Regions from separate parts of the Mus musculus genome. Here region 1 is linked to region 2. A link is a contact called in public Hi-C data. All regions are on one chromosome and are shown on one strand. Each heading gives the region's core, a stretch centred on a gene start, on an enhancer-like site or on the middle of the called end of the contact. The rest is flanking DNA. Distances are from core to core; before and after follow the strand shown. Region 1 has its middle 40 kb from the start of Gm34972. Region 2 has its middle 63 kb from the start of 4930452A19Rik.

Region 1 (6,697 bases), core at 3,619-6,118, 350 kb after region 2:
CACTCAAGACACTTGAAGTGAACATGTACGCACATGAAAAAGACCAGCCCGTGTGCTGACTGGCAGTAGCCAGCCATTGTGTCCTAAAAGCTGTTTGAGAGCAAGGAGTGACAAGCTGCAGCATGAGAACAGGAGGCTGGGAAAACGGAGCAGTCAGTAGAGTCTGGACAACCGAGTAAGGGCACCTGAGTTAACTGAGTTATGTGGGGCCCAGCACTCACATAAAAAGCCAGGCATGGTGGTATTTAACTGTAACCCTAGCACGAGACCGGAAGTTGGGGGGGAAATGCATGGCTGCTCTGGCTTCACTGGCCAACCAACCTAGTCAATCAATTAATCCTGGGTTTAGTGAGAGATCCTATCTCAACACTTATACAGAAAGCAATGGAGGAACATACTTGATATCAACCTCTGATATCCACATGAACCTGCACACATACTCAAACACACACACACACACACACATGCATACACATACACACTCACACATATACATATATATACACATAAAAACATATACATACTCACATATACACAGACACATACGCACAGTCTCACACACACATACATATATACACATACACACATGTGTGCACACTGAAATACATACACACACAGCCACACACACACATGCACATACTCCCATACTCATACACACATATACACACATACACACACAACTCATATACATGTGTACAACCTCACACACATACATTCACTTACACACCCCAAATACAAAGAAGATAATAGAATACACTTCTTTGGTTTCAGCAGAGTCTTCTTGTAATCCTATTGTTAAAATGAACAAAACCCCAGTGTCATCTGGACTCTTGCTCTCAGAAGGCTGATGTGTGTCATACTGTCCTTGTCTCTAGGGAACGATCAGCTTCCAATATTCAAGGCTAGCAGTTGGCCTGGAGCAGTTTCCCTAAACCCTCAGGTCCATGGCCTTTCACTGTGAGACACTCTGTACAAACCTGCCCCTGCTGAGCTCATGGGCTATTTGGGTCATGTGTAGCATTTGATGTCATGTGACTTTTCCTGGGGAGTTATCAAGGAACATTTTTTTGACTCCAGAAAGAGAAAACAGACAGACTCCAGGAAGAGCTCTGTTGACAGACCACACAGGATATATTCCTTAGTGGGGGTTCGAGGAGCATGGAAGATTCACAGGCAGTCACACAACCATGATGAGTTCCCCTGGGTAACTCAGAGAGGACCAGAAAGCCCTACTCCAGTCAGTTGTTGACACCTTGTCTAACCCTGGGAATGGGAAGGGCTCACTCTGTGAGCTACTCATCCCCTCCACCAAGTGTTACTGGTTGAGTCTAGTGAGGTCCTATCCAACCCAGAGCAAACCACTCTACTGTGCCCATCACCTCAGCAGCAGACTCACGCTGCCAGGAGAATGGCAAGTCATCCAACATGGAACTCCTTAAACGATGACCCAGACATGAGGGCTGCTGGCATGGAGAATTGTTACATGGATCTGACATAGATCACAGTGGTTCCCCGTGTAGTCACCAACTCAGAGACACCCCACGGTCTGGGAACTGGTTGAAGAACAAAGTCTACAGCTGAGGCCTGGCAGATAAGATTTAGGTATCTCTCCAGGTGACCAGCTCCAATCAGCTATGGGACATGTCAATGAAGTAATGAGTAGACATGTGTACGTACCCAGGTTTGGGCAGTTTCTGACATTTTTCATAGTCCATTTGTTATTATTAGACATTATTCTGTTGTTGTCACAGATATAACTACCACTGCTCTCACACCAGCATCATGGTCTGCAGCAAGCAAATCCTGGACCCCACCTGCTCAGATCCAGCCACCAACTTCACATGCACTGTGTTACACACTCAAGACAACATGGTTCTCCTGAATGGAGACTGAAAGCACCGACTGCTTAGTTTATGAGCGCACACCCTTAGTTTATAGGACTCCCCTACTCTCTTGGCCTTCTTCTGCCTTCAGAAGAAGACTTTCTGGAACCGAAATCTCTAAGGTTTTCATTTCCAAGATGAACAACTCTCTCTCTCTCCATTTTTCTTTTCTTTTCTTTTCTTTTCTCTTCTCTTCTCTTCTCTTCTCTTCTTTTCTTTTCTTTTCTTTTCTTTTCTTTTCTTTTCTTAGATATTTTCTTTATTGACATTTCAAATGTTTTCCCCTTTCCAGGCCTCCCCTTCAGAAACCACCTATCCTACCTCCCCTACCCCTGCCTCTGTGAGGGTGCTTATCCACCCACCCACTCCCATCCTCTTACCCTGGTATTCCCCTACACTGGGGCATTGAACACCCTCAGACCCAAGAGCCTCTCCTCCCACTGATGTCAAACAAGGCCATCTTCTGCCACATAAGTGATCAGCACCGTGGGTCCTCTCCATGTGTACTCTTTGGACCTGGGGGGTAGTGGGGGAGGCGGTCTGGCCTGTTGACACTGTTGCTTATACTACGTGTTCTTTCTGAACTCATCTAAACACAAGAGGTGGCTGGGCATGTCTTCCATCCTCTGCTGACAGGGAAAGATTAGGAGCCATAAACCTGTGCTCTAAACCTTCTCCTTTTTATATGCTAATGAGAGGGCTTCTTCCTTTCCATCTCCCTAGAAAGGCCTGGAGGCTGGGTAGGTAGGTGTGGTGGTTTGGATAAGAATGATCCTCGTAGGCTCATACACTTAGTCACTAGGAAATAACACTATTTGAAAGGGTTACAAGGATTAGGATGTGTGTCTCTGTCAAAGAAACTGTGTCACTGGAAGTGAGCTTTGAGTTTTCAAAGGTCCATGCCAGGCCAGCCCTCTCTTCATTTGGCCTACAGATCAGGATGTAGCTCTCAGCTACTGTTCAAGTACCATGCATGCCACCATGTTCTCTGCCGTGATGACAATGGAATAAACTTCTGAAGCTGGAAGCATGCCCTCCAATTAAGTGTTTTTCTTTTATGAGTTGCCTTAATTATGGTGTCTGTTCACACCATGAAGAGTGACTGGGACAGTATGCATGGCAGAGGAAGGACTATGGGAGGATCCAGGCCATATGTTGCAAGGAAGGAGGTGGTAATAGCCTGCACTGAGCAGAACAGGTCAGCAGCATCTATAGCAGCAGCAGCCACCGCCACCTGAGACATTAAAGCCAGTCACAGAGAGAAGGGTTTGGTTTTACATTCTTATTCTTGTATTGCATTTGGTTTATCAAAGAACATTTTGTGAAACCCAGCAGGAAGCTGCAGTCCTGCCTGGCACCCTCCTCCAAGGCACCCTTTAGGCAGAGACCGGAGTTATGCCATCCTGATATGGATGTCCACCTGTAATTAGTGTCTGCCAGGCCGATGGTGCGCATGCATCATGGCTGTCAACTCTTCTTAGATGTCAGGAGCTAAGGGTCACGTGTGCTCTAGGACTGACTGAATTGTAGGGAAGTTTCATCTTTGTTCAATGTAGACAATCTGACTAACTTGACAACCTGAAGCAGGCTAATATTAGAGAGACAGATCCAGAGAGTTCGGCCTTCCTTTCATCCAGAGGAGGTACATGGCAAAGCATCTTGGGAAGTGATTGTTTGGAGCCCAGCTTCTTTTTGGCATCTCTAGCCTCATCAGTGCTGATAATGACCACATGTTCAGAGGTGGAGAGGAGCCCATGGGATAGAGTTGGGCCTTCAGGATAGTTTGAATGGAGGCTGTAGGAACCAACAAGCAGGAGTGTAAAGACAATCGGGGTGTGTGTGCGTGTGTGTGTGTGTGTGTGTGTGTGTGTGTGTGTGTGTGTGTGTAGGGGATATACACAATCTTCATAATGCTGTGGTGTTTCACAGTGCCATGTCACAGGGAGGAGCTGGCCCAAGTAAGTCTCTTGAGCACCTTCAATCTAACACTCATCCATTCTAGACTTCAGAAAGAGCCAAACGAGTAGACAGGACCGGTGACAAGTTGGCTGCAAATGAGACAGTTCTTTGGAGGTGGGGCACAGAGACAGTATGATCTATATGCTTTTAACCAAATATGCTTTCTGCAAAGTGTGTGGCTGGACACAAGTATGGATGAGTAGGAGACCGCCCTCCCGGCAGGCATACCCAAGGCTGTGATCACTCAGTCTCTGCTTCAGTGTCACTCAACTGTGGAAGCATTTATATGAGCAGAGCAATAAAAAAGGGAAAGGGATGGAGAGGAAGAGAGACCTATAAAGATGATTAAGCTTGTTAAAATAAAGGCCGTTAATGGAATAAATGGCATTAGCACTAAGTGCAAATTGACAACATCTTTCTCAGGTCGAGAGAGTTGCTGGAATGATAATTCCACTATTGATTATATTTAATTATTAACGTTTCCCCTGCCCCCACCACCACCAAATGAAATGCAAACTAGTTTTCTGGATGACAGACTGCTATTAACTAATGCAGCTAAATAATCTTAATGACTATCATGCATGAAGAGAGAAATATTATTTGGCTCTTTATATTCAAACAATGAGAAAACTGTGACAAAACATGGTTTATATGAATGCATTAAAACATAAGACTGAAGCTCCAGAGAGAAAAATTCTACAACCTGAGCGTGACAACAAGCATGTGTGGAAGGCTGCTGCACACAGGTTCAAGGCACAAACTCCACCGGGTCCCCATTTCTGGTCTCTCCTCCCTCAGCCCCTCTCGCCTGTGTCTCAGGCTTTTGGGCAGGGAGGGAGGGGGCCCTAACTCACAGGAAGAATTGAGTGCTTAAGGGCTAAACTACAACCAGTCCCAAGGGGGTGTGCATTTTAAGGAAAAAGAAAACCTTGAAAGGAAAGTATACAAAGTATCTATCCCAGAACAAAGAGAACAGAGCACCAGGAGCCAGAGAGCCACTTGGAGTTGGCAGAGTGGAAAATCACTGGAGGTTAGCAGAGTTCCTTTGCCTCCTACAGTAGGCCATTGTCACTGGGACCTAGGAACAGGAGCCACATCTCTGCCTACAAGTTCAACCCACAAAGACATTGCTGTACTCATGTTAGCTCATGCCAGTGTAAAATGACCCTGATCTGGGCAAACAAGAGGCTTGAGGCCAAGACTGAACCCCTATGATTCCTTATTCCGTGGTCTACCAAAAATGCATTTTAAAGCTTAACCGAGAATATTTTGATTGGAGGCAGTCTTGGACCAATCACACAGACGGTCTAGAACCTCATGTTTGAGGCTAGACAAACAGCTCAGCAATTAAAAGAATTAACTGATCTTCCATAGGCCCCTGGTTCAATCCCAGGCAACCCGTGTGGGTGTGGTGGCTCACAGCAATTTGTAACTCCACTTCCAAAGCATCCAATGTCCTCTTCTGGCCTCATGTGAGCACAGCACACATGTGGCACTCAGGCATACATACAAGCAGGCAAACACCCATACATGTACAGTAACTTTAAAAATAAATGAATTGCATGTTCTGTCTTCTAAATAACTGTGGGAGTCCTTACCGTTCGTTTTCTTCAAACCTATGTGTTAGTGACTTCTGCCAGATCCAGCTCTGGCTGCAAACTCTGAGATGATGCCTGTTTCTCTAACTTTACTCAATTAGTTCCCTCAGCGTTTACCTGGTCTCACAGCCACACTCCACTAAGGAAATACAGGCAAGTGCCTGGTGGCAGGTGCCTCCTGCCTGCCTAGCCTGGCATTTATGCATCAATTCTCAGAGGCAGGTCCCTCTTCAGACTCTGGCTCGATGTGTCATTAATGTGTTTTCTCTAAGTAGCTCTGCAGGGAGTGCTGGGAGCCCAGGCTGCCAGCCCTCAGTTTGGGCCAAGCCCCTGCAAGAACAAACTGCCAGTGAGGCCCAGAGAAAACAGCAGAAGTTTTCTGGCTCCTGCTGAAATGCTGGCAGATAGAGAGCTGCTAGAATATGGCCCAGAAGCCTCAAAGGCAAAGGCCACTGGAGATCCATGCTCGTGTGCCCACCTATCCAGACTCCTCCCAGCCTAAACCATGAGCATCTTTATCTGGGATACATTCTGGGCTGGGACTGAAGGCAAGGAGGGAAGGGAACTGTGATCAGTGACAACCAGCTGGCATAGGTTTCCTTGAACCTCTGAAGGATCTCATGCGCTGTGGCCCTTCAGAGGATAAAAGACAGCAGACAGGAGAACTCTAATTTCTCATTCTTTGTATGATTGTTCATCAGAAGGGAAACAGAGGCTCTCTTTTCATCCAGCTTCATGCATTCATGCATGCAAGATCTTGTGCTTGCTTTTTGGGAAAAGTGATATAAGCCCTATGTAAGAAAGCACCTTCCAGTTGACTGTGGGTCCACAGGGTTGCACACACCAGCTAGGAGATGTTTGTACATGGGGCTCTGACCAGATCAAATTAACAAGCATTCATGTGGATCTGTGGGCAGAAGCACTGACATTTGTATGATGCTCATAGAGCCATGATCATAGACACACACAGGCTGCAAGCACAGCCACAAACATGTGGCCCAAGGTGGCCCACAGTTCCTCAGCCCCTTCTTCTGCTCCCAAAACATAGTTCCTCACTGTCACCCTCCCTGTTGGCAGCAGGATCTCCACAGAGGTTGCCTGTCCATCTCCGCACCAGTGGATTGGACAATGAACTGACGTTTTCTAAGCAGCCTCTGCTCCACCCTTGATTAGACACTATCTTTAATTAAAACGCCTCATCAGAACTCAGAGCCAATTTCATCCTGGCTTTCCTAAGTGCTCTGTACAAAACATTAA
Region 2 (7,094 bases), core at 782-3,281:
GAGCAGGTGGCTCTTCTGCAGCCATGCAGGACTTTAATGAGACATATGATGTCCAAGTTTACGCTCTTGAGCTCAGATGTTAGACCTCTCCCAAAAATAGGATGTCCTGCCTTGAGAACAGAGAGCTGCTTGCCTCAGTAAACAACACATTTCTACCAGCGTAATGAGTTAGAAGCTGGGACACCGGCAGTGACTCTTCAGAATAGGAAAGAATGATTTATAGACAGGAACAAAAGGAGAGTGAATTTCCTTTCTATGCTGGTTTTCTCAGACCTCATGACATATGCAGAGTTTTACATGAACTATGAGACTCCAGAACACGGAACTGCAAGCCATTCCATCAAAGCACATTCAGTCCAATTGAACAAAGACCCAAGAGAGACATCCATGATCATTAGTGAGATATTTCTATTCAATGTAGTCAGTACTGGGATATTTCCTGATTACATATTTTGGAGTCTTATAACATAGGCATCCACACTACTGAACTCTATTTAATTTACTTTCTACCCAACTCCCAATTAAAAGGTTGGAGTTTAGAATCACCCACATTGACTTTCAAATTATCTCGTTCACAGATATCACCTTCCTCGTTTATACATGCAGGTAGTATATGCTTTCTGAAGGGTAGCATATCCTTCTCTAGGATCGTTGTTTTCCCAGATCTTACTTACCTTTTGGACCCAATTTTACTTGCAGATTGACTTAGTAGAAGATGCACTGAGCTACATTAATCCACCTATTCATCAGTCATCCATCCCACATCTATCATCCATCTTCCTACCTTTCCAGCCCATCAATATTAGTTGAGTGCTGAGCTCCAGAGTGGTCTCTGAGCTTGTGAGTGGGACCAGAGGGGAATGAGGAAGACAAAGCCAAACCCTGTAGAATGGAGAGCAGGGGTTTCTGTAAGAACATCCCCATTTCGTGGGTTCCGTGCATTGCTTTCTTGCGGCTTAGGAATCGGCCGAGTTTGGTTGTGAGGAATGTCCACTGGAGAGTCACAGCATCACAAAACATCCATAGCCCACTATGAAAACCTGGGCAGGCTTGCTTGTCCTTGGGAGTATGTCAATAGCTTCTGGCCACTACAACAAATGTCCAAGATAATCAAAGCACAAAACCAAAATGGTTCTCTTGGCTCACAATTTTGGAGTTTTTGGTCTATAGTCTGTTGCTCCCACCAGCGATGAGTACGTGGCAGAGCAGAACTCCTCACTTCCTGCCATAAAAGGAAGAGGCTGAAACTCAGAACTCAGTATGAGGACACACTTCCAGTGACCTCACCGCTCTCCACTAAGACGCCCCTTAAAGCATCAGTCAAGGAGTAAGCCTTTAACATATGGTTCTTTGGGGGTTGTCTGGAACCGCGCTACAGCAAGGTTTTTAGCTATAAGTTGGGTAACAATAGTACCGTCTTAGGGTTTGTGAGAGGAAAAATGAAAATATATAAGTCCCGCCCATAGTGTCAAGCAAGTCTGTGCCCAGTAACCATAAGTTCCTGTGATTTTATCGAGACTTTCTCAGCTGAGAATTTGATTTTGTTTTGAGCCTATCTTGGGATGACAAGCTGCCAACCTCTATTCAAACCCACTGTTCATGGTACTCCTATGCCGCAGCACTGCTTAAAAATAGATGTTAATTCCCCCCAGGAATGAACTGAGTCTGTGCACCTGTGCCTTCCCATCTCACGAGGTAAACCCTGTCAGCTCCCTGACAAGACGCTCGTCAAACACGTTTGGTCCCTACCCTTGTACTGTGAGACAAAAAGGATCCAGGAACCACTTCCCCAGGGAAAAGAATCTTGCTCATTAGGCAATGGCTATGGATTCGCTTTTGCTATAAACTCATTCTATTAGTTCCAAGAAATCAATTGCAATAAAAAAAAAGTCTCCTAAGGATGAGAAGAGAGGCTAGATGGTGTCAGAGTTCTGTGCAATATGAAGTCTTTTTGAGAGACAGCAGGAATGAGACCCATTACCTCATCCCAGGCACATTCCAACCCCACCCTGGGTTCAGACACTGGGCTCTTTCTTCTAAAATTAGAATGTCCTTGGTCTTTCTGGGCATTCTATGCTCTGTGCTATTTCTCTGTGTCCTGTGAATTGTGGGTGTGTTTTTCTTAATTTACAGAGACCACTTAAAAATCTCATCCAGTAATGGTTTTGTCAGGCTCTGCCTAATGATGAGTGGTGTTGGGGACTGTTTCAAAGACATCCCTGCAGTTCATTAGGAGATGAGGATGTCAGACTGTCAGACTACATTGCATGCATCCCAAGACTGAACTGAGTCTTTCCCAGTCCTCCTCCCAGAGAAACAGCCTCAAACCTGTGAATCCCATGCAATAGAGAGTAAACAAATCGGCGGGAGGGTCACAGCACCAGTGGGTTCCTCCTGATGGGAACTAGTCAGAATTGGGAGGGATTTGGTCAAGGATGCTCCTCATGCTGAATAACAAACACAGCCGAAGAAGCTGCCTGTAGCTTGTCATGGGTTTGGGGAGCTCACCTCTGACATCAAGGAAATATTTATATGTGTGTGTATATATATATATATATATATATGTATATGTATATGTATATGATGTATATGTATATGTATATGTATATGTATATGTATATGTATATGTATATGTATATGTATATGTATATGTATATGTATATGTATATGTATATGATGTATATGTATATGTATATGTATATGTATATGTATATGTATATGTATATGTATATGTATATGTATATGTATATGTATATGTATATGTATATGTATATATCTCACTCACATTGCCAATTGCCAGTTTGCAGGGTTAACTTCATAAGAGATGGCATCCTTATTTACCTTTGGGTTCCCTAGACAACATCTGGTATCAGTCATTTTGTGCTGATTCATAGCCCCCTGGATGGGCAGCATTAGTCACATCAGCCCATGCCAGAGCTCCATATCTGCATCTTGTTGTTTAAGCATCAACTGTCTCTCAAGGTCCCCTGCTTCCTTCAAATGCCATCTCCATTTTCCGTCTCTCCCACACAGGAGATGACCTCCTTCTCCCACCACAGCCTCCAAATGCAAATCTGTCCTCCAATCCACTGATTAACCTTCTTGGGGGAAGACGAACACAAACAGTTTCTGACAGTCGCAGCAGCTTTTAGCAGAAGATGGTCAGATACAGTGGGGCAGTGGGAAACCTTCTGCAGCTGAACACAAAAGCCCCCTGTGTTCAATATTTTCTTTGATATGCAAGCATTATTTACATTTCAAGTCAAACATTAGTACATTTATTTATTTCTATGTTTGTGTGTGTGTGTGTGTGTGGTAGAGGTAGGGCAAGGGTTGCACATGCCGCAGCTTGCATGTGGCGGTTAGACGACTACTTGCAGAAGGCAGCTCTCTCCTTTGACCATGGAGATCCCAGGGATCAAATCCAACTCCTCAGGCTTCGCAGCAAGCACCTTAACCACTGAGCCATCTTGCTGGCTCTATTTCATTTATTTAAAGCCTTGAAAATATGCTGAACGTATAGCTGGGTGTGAGAGCCCTTTTCTGGCTTATATAAAGCGCTGGATGCCTACCTAGGACCAAAGAAAAAGAAAAATATTATATATATATATAATAAATTTTTATAGATATTTGGAAAGAAAATTGGCTGATGGCCAAGGTAGTTCTGATAAGCATTAGGCTAGTTCAGGCTCAGCTTCTATGTAGATAGAAAGTGTGAACATTCAGGTAAACAGCTACAGAGAAAGCTCTCCTGTGCATTGCACGGAAACATTGGTAGGAATTCTCTGTCCTGGAGAAGGTCAAATGGGTAGCTCTACCCCAGGGAGGCTGTCACCACGACAAGGTTGTGCTGCAAAGATGAAGCTGCTGAGTGCGGTAACCCTCCCTTGTCTGGGGCTGGAGGATTAGCACGCTTGCCTGGACTGATGGAGTTGCACCTACTACCCACCCTCTTCACCTTGCATATATGATGACTGTTGTTAGAATTAGCAAATGCCTAGGCCAGCAGAGGGATGCAGTCAGTAAAGAGCATCCCCCTTGAATATCAGAGCTAACGTCCACTTTCAATGTTCTTCACATTAACTAAGTGAAGATGAACCAAGGCTCCACTCGGTTATTGCAAATGCCAAGGTCTCAGGCTTGGAAGCAACGTGAGCTTAGGAGCAGCCTAAGGGTCATGGCATCACTAAGTAAGTAGTGCCTACCCGGGTTCTCTCTCTCTCTCTCTCTCTCTCTCTCTCTCTCTCTCTCTCTCTCTCTCTCTCTCTGTGTGTGTGTGTGTGTGTGTGTGTGTGTGTGTGTGTGTGTGTGTGTGTGTGTGTATTCTTCCCTGACTACATAACCTTCTAGAAATCTCTTAGGGGACCATTGCCAGGAAAGCCAAGAGAATGGAGACTCTATCCCTGGAGATAAACTCAGAGCTCCATACCCTCTCCCCAGGAATAGTCAATTCCCAAGAAATATACTAATCTTTCCCTGTACATCTTAGACAATGCCTGGTCGCCCATAATTCCAGAAGAGTTATACCATTGTAAAGGGATGGGAGGTTCTACTACAGAAAATGCTAACAAAATTTCTGCAGTAAAAAAAAGAAAAAAGAAGAAGAACAAGAAGAGAAAAAGGAGTGATGTCTCTGAAGAGGTGGCGGATGGGAATTTTGCCAAAGGGCAAATAAACAAGATCCTGGAATTCTTTTTATTTATTTATTTATTTATTTATTTATTTATTCTTTTCCATTTTTATTAGGTATTTAGCTCATTTACATTTCCAATGCTATACCAAAAGTCCCCCATAGCCACCCACCCCCACTCCCCTACCCACCCACTCCCCCTTTTTGGCCCTGGCGTTCCCCTGTACTGGGGCATATAAAGTTTGCATGTCCAATGGGCCTCTCTTTGCAGTGATGGCCGACTAGGCCATCTTTTGTTACATATGCAGCTAGAGTCAAGAGCTCCAGGGTACTGGTTAGTTCATATTGTTGTTCCACTTATAGGGTTGCAGTTCCCTTTAGCTCCTTGGGTACTTTCTCTAGCTCCTCCATTGGGAGCCCTGTGACCCATCCGATAGCTGACTGTGAGCATCCACTTCTGTGTTTGCTAGGCCCCGGCATAGTCTCACAAGAGACAGCTACATCTGGGTCCTTTCGATAAAATCTTGCTAGTGTATGCAATGGTGTCAGCGTTTGGATGCTGATTATGGGGTGGGTCCCTGGATATGGATCCTGGAATTCTTGTTTGTAGAATATCTTCCCTAACAAGCAGAGGGCAGCATCTTCAGATCACTCTGGTAAATGCTTCCCAGGATGTCGGGCCTGATTAAGGATGTGTGAGGGTTATTGAGTTCTGAATTAGATGCACTTTAATAAAACAGTGGAATGTTCTTATCTGCCCGCACCTGCATTGATTGTGTTCAAAAGGTCTGCCCTTGGATCCAGGTCAACGATTTTACATAAACTTACAGGAGATTCAGACAGCATGTTCGTTTGTCGATTCTGTAGCCGTCTGTTTGTTAGGCTTCAGTACTCTGAGCCTAGAAGACGTGGCTGCTGCTGCTGCTGCTGAGGAGTTTATTTTTTCCTCTTGTTACATTCCGCTTAATCTTCTGACCACACTTAATTTTCTGAAGACTGTATCAATAAGAGAACTGTATTTCAAGTGTTTTATATCTGAAGAGGCCTTGCATACAAATATGAAATACCCAGTTACATTCACTTTGGAAACGTAGACACAGATCAAAATAACACACGGTGAGCATTTCACAATTAAAATTAAGAGCACAGATTCTGGCAGTGGGCAGATGATGGCAAAACACCAAGGGAGTCCAATGTGTGTTTTATCTACTTGTTCATAAAGGAACTATGTCTGTAGCTGAGACTGAGCAAAGTAGGGCAGGAAGGAATGGGGTCAGCAGGTCATTTGCAGAGGACTGTGATCAAACAGAAATGTGCTAGTGTTGCCTGACAGGGCTGAGCACCCACCAGTATTCCAGTAGGACCTGAATTGATGGGAATGTGAACAAGAGAAGAGAGTGTATTGGGAGTGTATTGTACTGTAGCAAATTATATACATGTACAAAAATCTCACAATAAAACTCATCACAGATAAGTGATGATTAATGGTTAGTTCTCATATCGTATAGACTAGGTTAAGGGACACCAGTGTGGTGGTTTGAATATACTTGGCCCATGAGAAGTGGCAGTGTTAGGAGGTGTAGCCTTGTTGGAGGAAGGGCGTCACTGTGGGGGTGAGCTTTGAGGTCATAGTCTTCAGCTCGACCCTTCTCCTGGCTGCGTACAGAAGGAATAGTCTCTTCCTGGCTGCCTTTGGATCATGATGTAGAACTTTAAGCTCCTTCTTCAGCACCCTGTCTACCTGTAATCTGCCATGCTTCTTACCATGATAATAATGGACTGAACCTCTGAAACTGTAAGCTAGCCTCAATTAAATCTTGTCCTTTATTAGAGTTGCCTTGGTCATGGTGTCTCTTCACAGCAACGGAAACCCTATGACACCCAGATACGATAGTTAGTGTCAGTTGTTAGCTTGAGAAAATCTAGAATCACTTGGGAGATGGGCCTCTGGAATCACCTTGATTACATTAGTTGAGGTGGGATGACCCACCCACTGTGGGTGGCTCCATTCCCTATCCTAGACAGTGTGAATGGAGAAAGGAAAGTGAACACAGCAGGCTTCATTAATTCCTCTCTATCCTGTGAGTGTGGATGGGAAGTGAGACAAAAGGGTCTGAGGGAGAGGGTGCTGCTTTTGCCTGTCTGCTTTTGATAAGTGCATCCACTCTGTTGCTGCTGCTGACACTGCAGAGGGTGCTCTGCTGACATTGGAATCCTGCCTCTTTAGCCTACTGCCATGGACAGGAAGACCTGCAGTGCTGCAGGAGTCTTCTAGCCCTTTATCATAAGATTGGGACTGCTGAAGCATTCTGCCACATGGCCTGAGAAACTATTGGGTTCTTGGGCTCACCAGTGTCCAGGCAGGCAGCCATAGTTGAACTGCCCAGCTTCTGCCATGTAAACCTGGCATTATATGTTCATTCCATGTGTTCTGCTGCTCCAGAGAGCTTCTTTACCCACAGAG

What was found. Hi-C and Micro-C count contacts between places; a contact is called where the count stands out from the background.
Region 1: a Hi-C map of Sertoli cells shows a contact between it and region 2, with 2.2 times the contacts expected there. The contact joins two enhancer-like sites. A contact is called at or near these places in 6 of 484 Hi-C or Micro-C datasets (the N1E-115 cell line, Sertoli cells, cerebellar granule neurons and 3 more), 2 of 115 datasets of contacts at active chromatin or transcription factors (neural progenitor cells and oligodendrocyte precursor cells) and 1 of 9 other capture datasets (embryonic stem cells).

The regions. Positions count from the first base shown.
Region 1 is chr17:10,182,938-10,189,634 of GRCm38.p6, forward strand. No RefSeq gene overlaps it. Among named protein-coding and RNA genes, the nearest start is that of Gm34972, 40 kb to the left of the region's middle. Within about 2 kb of position 4,869, at least 28 of the 459 cell types and tissues checked have an H3K27ac peak or open chromatin away from gene starts, as enhancers often do. A contact at or near this core is called in Sertoli cells, neural progenitor cells and oligodendrocyte precursor cells, where this site is marked.
Region 2 is chr17:9,835,495-9,842,588 of GRCm38.p6, forward strand. No RefSeq gene overlaps it. Among named protein-coding and RNA genes, the nearest start is that of 4930452A19Rik, 63 kb to the left of the region's middle. Within about 2 kb of position 2,032, at least 25 of the 459 cell types and tissues checked have an H3K27ac peak or open chromatin away from gene starts, as enhancers often do. A contact at or near this core is called in Sertoli cells, neural progenitor cells and oligodendrocyte precursor cells, where this site is marked.